Regions from separate parts of the Drosophila melanogaster genome. Here region 1 is linked to region 2. A link is a contact called in public HiChIP or PLAC-seq data. All regions are on one chromosome and are shown on one strand. The core of a region is the stretch at or near the end of the contact, and the rest is flanking DNA. Distances in the headings are between cores, read along the strand shown.

Region 1 (2,740 bases), core at 154-2,653, 470 kb after region 2:
CTTGACCTCCTGGGCAGCCAAATCGGGAATCTTGGACCAGATTTTCTTCATGTCATTAAACCTGCAAAGGAATAATAGAAAGTGTTAGTTACTGCAGATATTAAATTGCTATTACTACACACTTGTTAATATCGCCCGTGTTGAAGGCTTTAAGAAGTTCCATGAGCCACTCATTTTCCGTGCCCTTAAGCGACTCAAGAATGGGATGAGCCAGCAATTCGCCTATGTTGTAGACACCATCGCCCAAGAGAGCAGCCAGACCCAAGAAGAATGCCTGCTGGGCCCATTGATCACGGGGGTACTCATCCATGGAGCAGCCCAGAAACTGTAGGCCACATCGGTAGTAATCGCTGTGCTTGCCCACTCGCCGATAATACTGGGATGCCAGCATGTAGTATTTGCCGTGAACGGGCGTCACATTACCCGCTTCCTCTAGGACATCACGCAGTTCCTCGATGATCTTCTTGGTGGCATTCAGATCGTTCAGGTTGCTGAGGTACAGATTACCCTGCATCACCTGCAGATACCAAACGGCCTCGTCGCAGATCTTCACCTTGTCCTTCATCTTCTCCAAGAACTCGATGGCCTCCTTCTTGTCACCGATGTTGTCAACCACCACCTCGAGAATCTGGATGAGGCCATAGGGGTTTATTCTGCAAATACAATACATTAGATTCTGCCGAGTCATTTGCAGAAGCCGACTCACTTGGTCTCGAAGGTGGACAGGAAATTCTGGTAGAGCTGCAGCAGCGCAGTTTCGTCCTGCAAGGATTCGTGGCGCACAAAGGTCACCAGTTTGATGGTCAGCTCATTCCAGAGTCTGTAAAATAATTGTATTACAAGAGGAAAATTGAAATTTAAAGCCCAGATCTAACTTTTCATTGTAGAGCTCCTCGATGAGCGTCCATTCGGCGGCGAGTTCTTTGTTGGTGGTCTTCTTCTGGGTCGCCAGATAGGCGGTGACATTAGGCTGAGGATTGGACATCGCAACTGCGCTTTGTGTTGAATTAATTTCAAATGTAATGTTTAATGTATTCCCAAACTACAAAAATTGCAAATCACAATCGCCGACGCAGCTGTCACATTGACAGATCGCTTGTGTGGCCGTTTGTTTTTTTTTAGCTTATTTTGGTATTTTGTATTTTTGGGCGAATTTTTATGTAAAATTTATTTATGAACTAAAAAAGGCTTACATAATAACAAATGGCTGTATTTTTTATTTTTATATCACATGGAAAGCATTATTTATGATATTATTTCAGTGCCTAGAAACTACTCGATGACTCATTCGATAACAACAGCTGCGGGGCTTGGGCTTACGTTGTACTCACCGTCTGGTCACACTAACCGAACAGCTGTTTCTGCGTGAAGTTGTGTACGCGGAAGAAACAACGTTTCAATTCGTTTTGGAGCTCGCAGCGAAACAGTTTATATTTCCGCACTCCAGGATTCCACTTGGCAGAGAGTCGCCGCGCAGCCAATTAGCCAGTTAGCCCGATCCGCGAGAATATCGATATTTAACCGGGCCACAGCAGCACTGCCAACAAAACCAAATACAACAACTCGAGTGTGCGCCCTGAACTAACTAAAAAAAAGTAAAGCTGTCGTGTGTTTTGCACATTTAACTATTTGTTAGCCAAATAAAGTAGCAATCGAATTTCGCGAACGAAAGTGCCGCAATTAGTGGTTATATAAATGTAAGCCAAACAACGCGTCGTGCAAGAAACTATGTGGATTTGTTCGCAGAAAGTTGACAAACTGAGAAGAACTAGTTAGCGACCACAACGACCGCTCCAACTGGAAACCGCACTCCGCCAAAAGAGATCCTCATTAGCATTTCTTTTGTGGATTAAGGCGCGTGTCAACTATTTGTCACCGATCTCCAAGCAAACGATCGATTCCTCGTCGAAAAGCAAGGTTAGTTCTGGGTTCTATTTTCGACTTTTTGGGGGTCACTACTCTGCCCGACGAGGTTCCCCCTTTTGGCTTCGAAATTCCAAGCAGCATGGCCCTACTGATTGGGCCAGCGGTTCCCATTGGATACGATCGCGTTCCATTGAGAACTGCATAATTGGTTGTACATTGTATCCCACTATTTGGTTAGTAGACAGTTATGCAATTGGGGCTCCCCAATCTTATCACTCAGTGGGCACCACGTCGCCGCCGTCTATTAAAAGTTCTTGGCTTGCAATGGGTGTTGGACAACTTTCTCTTTGAAAAGCAAAAGCCACTTGAGCACAGGAGCGTTGGGTAAAGAAACGATAATTAAATTACTTTCGAGCTGATAGAGAATTTGGAACTCAAAAAGCTATTGAATTGGAAGATTCAACATTTGTATGGATTTGTACATAAACGAAATATATCAACCGAATTGTACTGCATTTTACAGTATGTAAATGCCTTCTTTTTGAGTAATATTGCACAGATGTCGCCTATTTTGTGCGTCCTTCGCAGTAAAAAAAACACTTGAACCAAATCGGCCAGAGTTTACTGTAACATCCTGCTGCGCTGTCAACATTTCTTTTCATTTCCTGACGCCACTGTGCGTTTTTGGTAGAAAGAAAGTACTACTACTTTCTCGATGTAGCAGTTGATTTCCTTGGCCTGTTCCCCACTTTACCAATTTACCAAAATCGAAATGGGCGACATCTGGCAGCGACAGAAACGATGCACAACTATAATATATATATATATGGATATGTATGGTATATATGAAAACCGGCTGAAGGCGTATTACGGT
Region 2 (2,944 bases), core at 150-2,649:
TTCGACTTTTCAGTGAGGGATTTGCTTGGTCTTATGTCTCCGCGGGTATTAAGGGTTACTGCTGGTTTGGAAACAACATCGTCCTCTCCATCCTCACCTTCCAGGTCATCCGTCAAGCCAAGCAGGTGATCCTCACTAAAGGCGCGCTGCTCATTCTCCACTATATGGACATGCAACCAGGTGTAGAGTAGGTTCATAATTAAAACGTGGCCCCGTCGTTGGAGATAAGCGCATATCCTATTAACAACTACGGCTGTAGTATGTAGTTCGTATTTCGAAGATCGAAAATGGGCCACTGTGTCATCGGACTCTGCTGCCTCCAGCCGTGTGTAGCCACTCAGGGTTTGCACCAGGCGCATAAAGTAGTCCAGTTCCGTGTCCCCAGTGTCCTGGGCTTCCTTTGCGAAGCGTATGTTAAAAGTGGACTCATTGGCCGTAGTGGAGCATCCGTTGATCTTGGTAGGTGGTGGTGCATCGTACATATCCACGGGGGCCACCAAGTGAGCATATTTGCGCAACAACTCCACAGCGCCACGCGGTTCGCGAGCCTTGAGCAGATCCAGATAGAAGTGGCACAGCATGGGTCCATAAAAGCGCTTCATTTCCAGACGCAGCGGTTCGGCCTGGGCCTCCACGAACTGCGAAAACCGACCAAATTGCTGGTCCACAGTGTGCTGGTTGTTGGTGATAACCTGGACATTTGAAAAGGTGAAGCTATTGCCACCGTGCAAATCCGTATCCAGCATTTTGTTGACAGCAAACTGCTGTTTGTTTTGCAGCAGCAAAAAATCCGACCGCCGAAATCGTTCGTTGCTCTACGGGTTTGAATATTTGAACACTCTGAGGAATTGTATATTTGAAGATTATTCACTTACCACGTAGTTTTTCTGCTTCAGCAGGAGTCCCACGGCGCAGCGTAGCAAATCGTTTTTGGAGGAGGTCTTTTTGCTGCTCGCGCTCGACTTGTTGTTATTGCTGTTGCTGTAGACGGGCGATGCAGCATGTGCGTGGTTGCTGGCGCTGGGCAGGCTCATCGTTGCGTGTTAGCCTCGCTTTGTTCCGTATCCTGATCCCGTCCTGCAGTGCGTCCGATATGCGTTCGATTATAGTGCTGACAGCGGAGATGGGTTGTCCTATCGATGTGCATTCATCGATTTTAAGCGGCTGCAACAGCTGTTCTTTCAAAATTGTTTTCGTCAGTGATGGCTATTTGGCTTCTCTTTTATAACAATATTGATATTGAAATATTTTAATTTTAAATTTATTTTTACATTTTTAACTTATATTTATATTATATTTTATTTATATTAACTAGCTTTTTATTTTTAGCTCTATTATATTCTCTATTCTTAGCTAGTTTATTTGGCTATTGTCACCACTGAAGAAAGTCAGCTGTTTGTGTTGTTGGATTCCCGAGCGCTCTTGACAATTTCTTGTATTTTCGCTGCGGTATCTCAGTTCGAGTTTTTACGTGATATAAAACAGTACCTGGTCTTCAAAAAACGAGCCATTATGGGCACCACGACAAAGTTTGTGAACGAGTTCTGTGATATTATCGATTCCTATGGCGGGCGAGATAAGGTAACATAGAAGAGCCGCACAGCCGAGTAAATTTCCAATTAATTGAAAACACACCTGTTTGTTTACGTTTGAACCGAGTGTTTTTCCCAATTCGTATGCGCAAATTTAAAAAAATGCATCGTGGCATTTTGACTGGTTTCTATTTCCTTTTTGGACTGGTCCATTGAGGGGCTCGCTTGAAATCGAAACTGAACCAACAGGTTTCCATGTTGTTGCTGCATCGATGTTGGCATTGGTCTTTGGGTCTCGAACAAGGAAGCCACAGCAGTTTGGACCTTGCCTTACTTCTTTCTGATTCGCAATGGATTTTGTATTTCGCTTTTCGCTTATCAGTCGCAGTTCGGCGGCGATCGAGTCAAGATAATGCTCAATACTATAGCCGGCAAACCTTTAAGCCGCTACCAGATAAAGCGGATAATTCGTTATGAACGAAAGGTTTGTTTGGACTGCCGCCCATCAGGAGACACGCGATCCACACATTTCCACCATCGCGAGTTTATATACCCCTACAAGGGGTGTATACAGTGCAGACAAAGAGGGAATCTTGTATAGTGTATCTCTATTTTAATAGAAAAATCGAACCTTGAATACGATAAAATATTGTTCAAAGTATTTTAGATTTATTAATTAGAACAAATAATTTGTTATACTTGATAACCATTTGAAAATATAATATAATATATTATGTGGCTGTAAACAGCGAATGGGGTGGTCACGAACTTTGGAAATACTATAGGATATTTACATAAATTAGTCGTATAGCGACATTAGTATTCCTCCGAATTGCATAACTAATTCATTGATGGCAAAGCAAGCAAACTGAACCATTAATGGGTAAACAATGAAACCACCCACAACTCATTCCGGCCAGGACGGACGACCAGGAGCACTCCACTGGCGGCCATCACACGAGATGATTGTGGCATTCGTTGTATTCTTTTTATCGCTGATAGTATTTTATCTGTTTGTGACAACCAAGCAATTCCACAAATTGCAGGGCTGACTGGCGATTGGGGTCAGGTAGAGGCAAAGGTAAACAGCGATGCCAACTCTCGTGATAGAGCAAACACACGGCTTAACGAATTGCGCAGAACAATTATTACATATATGAAATTAAATACCTATTTCAGGTGATGAAGGCATTGTGCTACAGTGCCAAACTGGTGGCTGGCTACCATGCCAAGCGGAATCCGGAACTAGCCAAGCGATACGCCACCGCCAGCTCAAGGATCTCAGGTGCGAGAGCCACACTGCGTCTCATCGACGACATACCCATGATCCAATATGCTTTGGAGTATGGCTTGGGCGAGAATGAGCCCGATCGCGTCATGCAAGTGCTGGGAGTGACGGCCAACATTGTGGA

What was found. HiChIP or PLAC-seq counts read pairs in DNA pulled down with a chosen protein or histone mark.
Region 1: an H3K27ac HiChIP or PLAC-seq map of the Kc167 cell line shows a contact between it and region 2, with 4 times the contacts expected there. The contact joins the promoter of Hmgcr here to the promoter of Pex11c in region 2.

What each region holds. Positions count from the first base shown.
Region 1 is chr3R:23,731,921-23,734,660 of dm6, forward strand. Hmgcr (HMG Coenzyme A reductase) reads left to right here and starts at 1,404. Exons shown (of 6, transcript NM_170089.2): 1 at 1,404-1,917. It overlaps Rpn9 (Regulatory particle non-ATPase 9), which reads right to left and starts at 1,542. Exons shown (of 5, transcript NM_170088.2): 1 at 1,332-1,542; 2 at 876-990; 3 at 707-820; 4 at 123-653; 5 at 1-61. The coding sequence starts at 985.
Region 2 is chr3R:23,256,966-23,259,909 of dm6, forward strand. Pex11c (Peroxin 11c) reads left to right here and starts at 1,400. Exons shown (of 4, transcript NM_142880.3): 1 at 1,400-1,581; 2 at 2,712-2,944. The coding sequence starts at 1,513. wda (will decrease acetylation) reads right to left here and starts at 1,122. Exons shown (of 5, transcript NM_142879.3): 1 at 876-1,122; 2 at 1-815. The coding sequence starts at 1,034.